Linked DNA regions of Mus musculus: region 1 is linked to region 2. Evidence: chromatin contacts called from public capture Hi-C data. All regions are on one chromosome and are shown on one strand. Each heading gives the region's core, a stretch centred on a gene start, on an enhancer-like site or on the middle of the called end of the contact. The rest is flanking DNA. Distances are from core to core; before and after follow the strand shown.

Region 1 (4,452 bases), core at 342-2,841, 450 kb after region 2:
TAAACCCAGTACGTGGGGAGGCAGAGGCAGGCAGATATCTGTGAGTTGAGGCCAGCCTGGTCTGTAGAGCTAGTTCTAAGACAACCAAGGCTACACAAAGACACCCTATCTCAAAAAACCAAAAATGAGGTCTGTAGAGATGGCTCAGTGGTTAAGAGCACTGACTGCTCTTCCAGAGGTCCTGAGTTCAATTCCCAGCAACCACATGGTGGCTCACAACCATCTGGAATGGAGTCTGATGCTCTCTTCTGGTGTGTCTGAAAAGAGCAATGGTAAATACATAAAATAAATAAATAAATCTTATTTAAAAAGAAAAAAGAAACAAACAAAACAGGAACAGCAGCCTCAGCCAGTTTGCACAGGAGAAAATCGGCCTTCACACAAGCTGAGGTTGATATCGCCTGTGTAGATGCCTGATGAAATAAGTTCCAACACACAGTAAGAGCTCTATTCTTGCCGGGCAGTGGTAGCACATGCCTTTTAATTCCAGCACTTGGGAGGCAGTGGCAGGGGGATTTCTGAGTTCGAGGCCAGCCTAGTCTACAGAGTGAGTTCCAGGACAGCCAGGACTTGACAGAGAAACCCTGTCAAAAAAAAAAAACAAAAAACAAAAAAACCTCCATCCTTACTATTTCCACCACAAGCCTTCTGGAGAGATCTCCACTACCTCTGGATTACTGGATCCGATTCCAGCCAGGCCTCCTTCCTGCTTCGGAGATTCCTGTGTGTAATTGCCAAGGACTGATTTCAGAGTACTGCTTCCATTATGTCCCTGGGTACTTAAGACTTCATAATAATGATTTCTTTTTTTAAAGCTAATTAAATTAAGTCTAAACTCCTCAGGCTGCTTACAAAAGTCCCTATGCTGTAGGAACTTCCTCATCTCTGCCTGGATCACCAAAGCTCCCCTCTTTCTGCTGAGTTTTCCCCCACCCCACATCCTAACATGAGCACATGGTCCTCTGGAATGTTCCTTCAGGAAACATTCTCTTGACCCTTTGGATGAAGCTTTCTGAACCATCTGGACCCATAACCATCGCTCTTCTTTCAATGTCCTGGGGTCTGATCACAATTTGCCTTTAATTAAATGTTGCCTTCCATCCTCTGTTACTGGTTCCTGTGGCTGAGTTTTGTCTCCTCAAATAGATGGTAAATAACCTGAGGGTAGGGGTACCATATAATGCACTTTCCTTCTTAATAGATACGCCTGTGACATAGCCACTTAGGTCCTCTCTCTTCCTAGTAACTGCAAACCTAACCAGATTGCCAAGAGAGATCACAGAAGTTGTATGTGACAGATACACTCCAGTAACCCACACTCGGAACATATTTAGTTGAATCTAATTTGCCTGTTGTCTCAATATTCCAAGCACCACCCAACTACCACAGAGAAGTTCAGGGAATTGGAAACAATGACATCTCAAAGTCACTGGGACTTGTTCTGGTCAAGGGGGGGGGGGGATTGAAAATACTGACCTTCCACATTCCTCACCCTGAGACCTGTTGGAAGTAAAGATAAGGGACACAGAACCCCTGCTAAGCTTTTCCCAGATCTCGGTAGGGAGCTACTCTTTTGTCTTGTGAAGTTTATGCAAATGATGAAAGAAGTAGGTAGGAGACTTAATTACTCTCCCCGAGAAAACCCAGAGCCAGCCACAGCACAGTAACCCTCTGTAAAGTTGCAATCCCAGTAGTAAAGTACTTTGGAATCTTCGGATGAAAGGAAACCTACTTATCCAAGACACTATTATTACTGTCATAAATAATGGCGCTTTGTGTTTTATCAAAGAGGTTCACAAACATTAACTAATTAGTTCTTTAAACTGAAAACGCACCACCCTGTGAAGTTGAAGTAGGTGGAAGGAGAGACATTATTATCCCCATTATGCAGCAGGGGAGACTGAGACACTTGGGTTCCTCGATTTACCCAAAGTCACATGTCAGAGTCAAAATGCAAGCCACATCCCCTGACACCAGCTTTGAAGGAACCACACTGTTCCTGCTTCTTTGTGATGTTAAGAGAAAAAGAAAAGGTTGATTTACAATATAAAAAAATAACTCTTCCGAGAAAGTCAATGCCATCTAACCTTTCAATAACTGTCAGGTAATAAGAAAAGCAGACGCGAAGCAAACAACAGATTGAAGGAAGACTGTGTGGGAAGCACCCCTTCATAAACACAATGCTCTCATCAAAACTTTCCTGCAGGAACCTGGGACTCGAAGGAATCTGATATTGAATCATTGCTGTTCTGACGATTTAAAACAAAGAGCTATAATCCACTGAGTTTTACACAGAAACCAGTCGAACGAGTTCTATACTTTATTTCTGAACTCCTCGCTTCCTTATTTTTCCATTCTCAGGGACCTTTTAAGCATTTATCCATGTGATGAAAATGTCACATGGAAGATATAAATATTACTCTTCAGACACTTTGCATTCTTTCTGATTCAAACATGCAGTTTAATATTAATGTAATTCAAGAAAATGACAGGGAACTGTCTCCAAGGAAACAGGCAAGGGGGGGAAGAATTCGAAGCCTGTGACTCAATTAATAATTAGACACTCTGCCATTTTGTCGCTAGCCACACCGCCCATCCATCAGTGTACCTACAGAGGAAGGGCGTAGAGTGTCCACAGAAGAGCCGAGAAGATTCCCTGCCTGTTGCATCCTTGGGATCTGGAAGTTGTCATCCCTCATGCTCCTTTTAATTCCGAAACTGCCTTACATATCATTGTCTCGTCGGGTGGGGGTGGGGTGGGGGGTGGTTAATTTGCCCTTTTTAAATGTGCATGAGACAGTACCATTTGGGGCCACTAAGATGGCTCACTGGGTCCTTCTAGGCAAGTCTGATGATCTGAATTCCACCTCCAGAAGCCAGGAAAGGCAGCAGAGTTTCAGAAACAACTTCACAAGGTTATCTGAAATCCACATGTGTGCAAAGCCTTGTTCATACATGCATTCTTGTGTGCACACACATCATACACACACATACATGTACATACAATAATAACAATTTTTTTGTTTGTTTGTTTGGTTGGTTGGTTTTTGGAGACAGGGTTTCTCTGTGTAGCCCTGGCTGTCCTGGAACTCACTCTGTAGACCAGGCTGGCCTCGAACTCAGAAATCTGCCTGCCTCTGCCTCCCAAGTGCTGGGATTAAAAGGTGTGTGCCACCACTGCCCAGCAACAATTTCTTTTTTTTCTTTCTCTCTCTCTTTCTTCCTTCCTTCCTTCCTTCCTTTCTTTCTTTCTTTCTTTCTTCTTTCTTTCTAGATATCTTCTTTATTTACATTTCAGATGTTATCCCGTTTCCTAGTTTCCCCTCCGAAAACCCCCCTATCCCCTCCCTGCTTCAACCTGTTCCCCAACCCACCCACTCCTGCTTCCTGGCCCTGGCATTCCCCTACACTGGGGCATAGAACCTTAACAGGACCAAGAGCCTCTCCTCCCATTGATGACCAACTAGGCCATCCTCTGCTACATATGCAGCTAGAGCCACAAGTTCTACCATATGTTTTCTTTGATTGGTGGTTTCGTCCCAGGGAGCTCTGGGGGTACTGGTTAGTTCGTATTGTTGTTCCCCCTATGGGTTGCAAACCCCTTCAGCTCCTTGGGTACTTTCTCTAGCTCCTTCATTGGGGACTCTGTGCTCAGTTTAATGGATGGCTGTGGGCATCCACTTCTGCCTCTCAGGAGACAGCTTTATCAGCCACCTGTCAGCAAGCTCTTGTTGGCATCTACAATAGTGTCTGGGTTTGGTGGTTGTTTATGAGATGGATCCACAGGTGGGGCAGTCTCTGGATGGTCATTCCTTCAGTCTCTGCCCCAAAACAATTTCTTTTTCATTTGAGATTCTTTCCTTCTCTAAAAAAGCCAGGGACGATAATCCTAGCACTTGGGAGGCTGAGGCAGAAGGATCACTCTATACAAAAAGTCACTCTCAGAAACTGAGGTGTTTGGAAATTCCCTTACCCACCACCAGACAGCCTTTGGAAGCCGAAGGGTTACACAACAGAATTTTCTAGCAAGATTATTCCGAGTCTTTTCAGACCGTTTCAGTCACTTGTTTTTGCTTACTCATTGCGATGCTATTTGGACGTTCCTGTGCACCTGCTGCAATACCTGTGTACTCAGGAAGAACCATTAACAAAGCAAAATGACTGCCAGGTCTGGCTGAGGAGTCCTAATGGGACTGTGTACCAAAAACTAGATTGCGACAAAGATGCTTTGAACCCTGTCGCTCACCTATCATGGGCAATTCACCTAACTCTACTGTGCTTATGTTTTGTTTAAGGAAAAAAAACAAAAAACAAAAAACAAACCTAAAGAGTACTTACACCAGGAGGAAAATGTCAGGCGTTTGTGATGCTAAATTATGCCATTTTGCTCAGCTGAGAGCCTTTGCAAAATGGAGGCTTTATGCAAAAACAACAAATTAGGAAGGAGAAACA
Region 2 (4,762 bases), core at 103-2,602:
TAGGTGTTTTCCTCGTTTACATTTTCAATGCTATCTCAAAGGTCCCCCATATCCACCCCCCCAATCCCCTACCCACCCACTCCCCCTTTTTGGCCCTGGCGTTTCCCTGTACTGGGGCATCTAAAGTTGGCAAGTCCAATGGCCTCTCTTTGCAGTGATGACCGACTAGGCCATCTTTTGATGCATATGCAGCTAGAGTCAAGAGCTCCGGGGTACTGGTTAGTTCATAATGTTATTCCACCTATAGGGTTGCAGTTCCCTTTAGCTCCTTGGGTAATATCTCTAGCTCCTGCATTGGGGGCCGTGTGACCCATCCAATAGCTGACTGTGATCATCCACTTCTGTATTTGCTAAGCCCCGGCATAGTCTCACAAGAGAGAGCTATATCTGGGTCCTTTCAGCAAAATTTTGCTAGTGTGTGCAATGGTGTCAGCGTTTGGAAGCTGATTATGGGATGGATCCCTGCATATGGCAATCACTAGATGGTCCATCTTTTTGTCACAACTCCAAATTTTGTCTCTGTAACTCCTTCCATGGGTGTTTTGTTCCCAGAATCACCATGCCGGACCTAAAACTGTACTACAGAGCAATTGTGATAAAAACTGTATGGTACTGGTATAGTGACAGACAAGTAGACCAATGGAACAGAATTGAAGACCCAGAGATGAACCCACACACCTATGGTCACTTGATCTTTGACAAGGGAGCTAAAACCATCCAGTGGAAAAAAGACAGCATTTTCAACAAATGGTGCTGGCACAACTGGCAGTTATCATGTAGAAGAATGTGAATTGACCCATTTCTATCTCCTTGTACTAAGGTCAAATCTAAGGGATTAAGGAACTCCACATAAAACCAGAGACACTGAAACTTATAGCGGAGAAAGTAGGGAAAAGCCTCATTTCCTACTTTCTAAGAAGTATAAATTTTCCAATTAGTGACAAAAAGAGATGTTGTGTCCAACATGAATGAAAAAAAAAAAAAACAACCAACAACAGAAAAAAATAAACAAACAGGGAAGGACTCGACTGACTGAACCTAGGTTTGGGGGAGGAGAAAGGGTTTTTTATTTTCTATTTTTTATTTTTTGGTAGATCGGACTGGGAGATTGGAACCTGAGGCAGGGACATCTGGAAGAGTCCTGAACAGTCATGTGAGGCAAGGGGAGAGGGGAGCCAGGGGATGCATCCAGGAGGCCAAAGATGCAAAAGATGTTGGTATGCAAAATGCCTGGATTGTATAGGGAAGATCAGCCCAGCCCAGCCCTCTGGGCTGGAGAGTTCTGGGTAGAGGACCAGCCCCTACCCTGTCACAGAAAGGGACAGAGGGAAGCTGGGAGAACCTGGAGGCTAGGCCACCTTTGATATGTTAAATAAGCTAAGTTAGCCTTCACCTCAGGTTGAAGCTTAACACAGCACAGGAAATAGAGGGAAAATAAGGGGAGAAAATAAGGGGAAAGCTCTAGGGAATGAAGTTTCCCCTTACTCTGGCAGCCATCGCTGGCCTCTCTACTTACAAGGATTGTAAAACACGTCTGCATACTACTCTTCTGTATCTCACAACCACATCGCACTTTTACAACTATTTAAAATCGGAGCAGATGAACAGCATTGCTTTTCCCGTCTTTGATCATTGAGGAGTAAAGTGTCAAGAGAGACCATTTGTGTCGAGTCTTGCTTCATTCCACACATGATTTGCAATTTATTACAGGGTGTGTAAAAGGAAATTGAACATGGAACTTGCATGAAAATGACTATATCTTTTTACTTTTGATAAAAAAAAAATTCTTTATAGAACATATTTGTCGTTGGTGATTAGCTCTGAAGAATAAGGGAGAATCATAGAAGACAAAAACTTAACAAATCCAAGCAAGAATGCTAAAACAACAACAACAACCCTGTTCTTTCTAGCGTCTTTATTTCTCATAAAACTCAGACAGGGATTATTTAACTAAAGTGCTTCCTGACAGCAATACTTACAAAAACATTTTAGATTTGATTCGGATTCTTCACTGATTGTGTAATTAAGGGACAGAAAAAAGAATTTTTCTCTTGTTCCCGGACTTCTCTTTCTAAAAGTCAGCTGGTGAGTCAAAAGCCATTCAATACAAAAAGAATATGGAGAGATCTGCCAACTGGTTAGACTATAATCAAGGAGTATTTCTATCTTCGTATACAGTTGCAATTGAAATTAGCTTCCAATTTGGTTTTTTTTTTGTTTGAGAGTGAGAGAGAGAGAGAGAGAGAGAGAATATGGGATTGGATGGGTGGATCTGGGAGGAGTTGGGGAGGGGGAATTAGTGTTCAGAATATAATGTAATGAAAAAGTTTTTTTGTTTTCAATTAAAAATAACCAAAAAAAAATGTGAATTTGAAAAGAATGTGTTTGAGAGCATGGCCAACAACTTGGGGTGCACAAAGAGAAGACGAATACAGCGCATGCGTACATTTGAGAAGGAAATTCGGTATAACTGAAGACTTGCTGCTATACCTAAGAGCAAAGTTCACTAACACAGCAGGTCGTTCAAGCAGGTGGATTTCACAATACTGGACATTCAGAAATTCAGTATGACCTGTTAGTTAGCAGAGCACTCTGCTATGCATGCTGGTCTTTTAAAAAAGTTTCCATGACAACTGTAAGAAAAAAAAATGGGATACACACTGTCTTTCATTTTGTTTTAAGATTGTTGTTTAAAGTTTTTTGCCCAGGTTCTAGCAATTTCTTCAAAACAAACCCTTCAAACTCAACAGTTTTCTAGTTTACACTTCAAAACTAGAGGAGAGGCAAACGATGCAGTGGCGCTCTGCTGGGTGTAGCGTTAGGTCAGTACACCAGAGGATTGCTCAGTGCCCAGTTCTGCCACTGCCTTGCAATCTATAACATTTTTCTCAAGACTGAGAAGAGACCACGACCGTGGGCAGTCTGCCAAACAAACCTCTAATGTGAGGTTTCTCAGTTTTTAAATCCATTAACTAAAGAAATGTATTTTATTTGCTTAATATTATTAGTGTGTGTGTGTGTGATGGGGTAGGGGGCACATTTGCCACAATGCTCTTGTGGAGGTCAGAGGATAACTTTCAGAAATCATTTCTTGCCTTTCCACCTTAATGTGGGTTTCTGGGGTTAAACCTGGGTTCTCAGGCTTGGGTGGCAAGTCCCTTCACCCGCTGAGCCATCTGCCTTACCTAGAGATCCCACTAATGACTTGTAAATTTTATGTGCTTCCACATTTATGATTAGTAAAAAATAGACTAACTTCCCCAAGAGCTGTGGGAGAAAAAGGTCCTCATGGGAACCACTTAAAAGAAAAAATCATGTGTGTGTAAGTGTGTCAGTGATTGTGTATGCATGCATGTGGGGGTGGGGCATTCAGGCACATGTGTGCCTAAAAGGCAGAAAAAGATTCCAAGTGTAGCATATCTGCCTTCATATCATTGGCAATACACATGAGCCAACCACTTATAGGTGGGGGGGACTTGGGTTCTGTACTTACACCACAAGTGTGTTTACCAGCTGAGCCATCTCCCCAGCTGAGAGAGGCCACGTTCTCTGCTCCTCTTCAATGATCCCTCTGCTGTGTGGGGTAGGTAAGCAAAGCTACTAACTCTTCTTTGTAGCCATGTCTTGTATAAGGCCGCCACCACTTCTCACTTCTTCACATAGCCAAGAATGGCTGAAACCCCGTCTGAGTATCCTAGGACTGCATACCCAACGTGCCTTATTCTGTGAGCCCATCACCACCATATAACTCTAAGTAATTATGCCCACCGTTTTACAAACTATTTGAGGAAGCTAATCAACATGCCATACAAGACATCACAGTTTCAACAGCTATGTGACACTTTGATTCCCAGGGCCAGCTCCCAGATCCTCTCTTTTAGCTTGCACTAAATCTTTAACTTCCTTAATAGGCCTCAGCCTGGGCAAGGCAAGAGCCCTTCACTCCTACCTTACTTGACCAGAGTATTTGACAAACAAGCCAAAGTTCACGTCAACATTCTTCCAGAAAAGTACAAGAACACCAAGTACTCTGGGTCCAACCAAAAAACCTCAGGTGTCCATAGTTCCACTGGACAGCTATGCAAAATATGTTGTGCACACATGGCTACTCTGCATTGTTTGCCCATATGTGTAAATGCATAAGAATGTATTTACTGTACAGAGGTGTGTGTGTGTGTTCTGAAAATCCCATTGGAAATACCATTTGCTTTCCCCTCACTCCCCTCCCCCACTCTAGATACACTTAGATCTCAAAACCAGGTTTTGAGCTTAGTTATCAGATGTAACCCACAATCAAGACAATAAATATGGGTCATGGGGACAGGAGGTGACAGAGTACAAACACACACACACACACACACACAACCTTCAGCTTGAAAAGAGATTAGTGTCTGCTTTGGAATAGATAAAAATTCTCACTTTGATGAATTTGGTTTGCTTATGTAGAAAAAAGAATGACACTTTTATCTATCCATATGCTTACTATAGTGTACTTAAGCTACACCCCAATGTTTAGAAAACTGTGTTCTCCTTTTAATTATTTATTTAGACTAATCTGATCTCCACTCAAGATCATCCCAGTGCTACATAGTAATGTGGTATTCTAGGCCAATAAAATGCTTTCTCATCAAATGGCATCCAATCTCTTCAGACAAACTCTCAGTGCCATTTGGATGAACTTTGCTTTAATTAACCTTTCATTTTGCTTCCCAAAGGGTAGTTTCAGGAAAGAACCATGCAAGGTTCAAATGTGACCAAGATG

The links. Capture Hi-C pulls out chosen DNA fragments and counts their contacts.
Region 1: a contact with region 2 is called in a capture Hi-C map of embryonic stem cells, with 4 times the contacts expected there. The contact joins two enhancer-like sites. A contact is called at or near these places in 1 of 39 promoter capture datasets (cranial neural crest), 4 of 115 datasets of contacts at active chromatin or transcription factors (embryonic stem cells and trophoblast stem cells) and 1 of 9 other capture datasets (embryonic stem cells).

Annotation. Positions count from the first base shown.
Region 1 is chr14:99,337,405-99,341,856 of GRCm38.p6, reverse strand. No RefSeq gene overlaps it. Among named protein-coding and RNA genes, the nearest start is that of Klf5, 41 kb to the right of the region's middle. Within about 2 kb of position 1,591, at least 18 of the 459 cell types and tissues checked have an H3K27ac peak or open chromatin away from gene starts, as enhancers often do. A contact at or near this core is called in embryonic stem cells, where this site is marked.
Region 2 is chr14:99,783,096-99,787,857 of GRCm38.p6, reverse strand. No RefSeq gene overlaps it. Among named protein-coding and RNA genes, the nearest start is that of Gm22970, 12 kb to the right of the region's middle. Within about 2 kb of position 1,352, at least 16 of the 459 cell types and tissues checked have an H3K27ac peak or open chromatin away from gene starts, as enhancers often do. A contact at or near this core is called in embryonic stem cells, where this site is marked.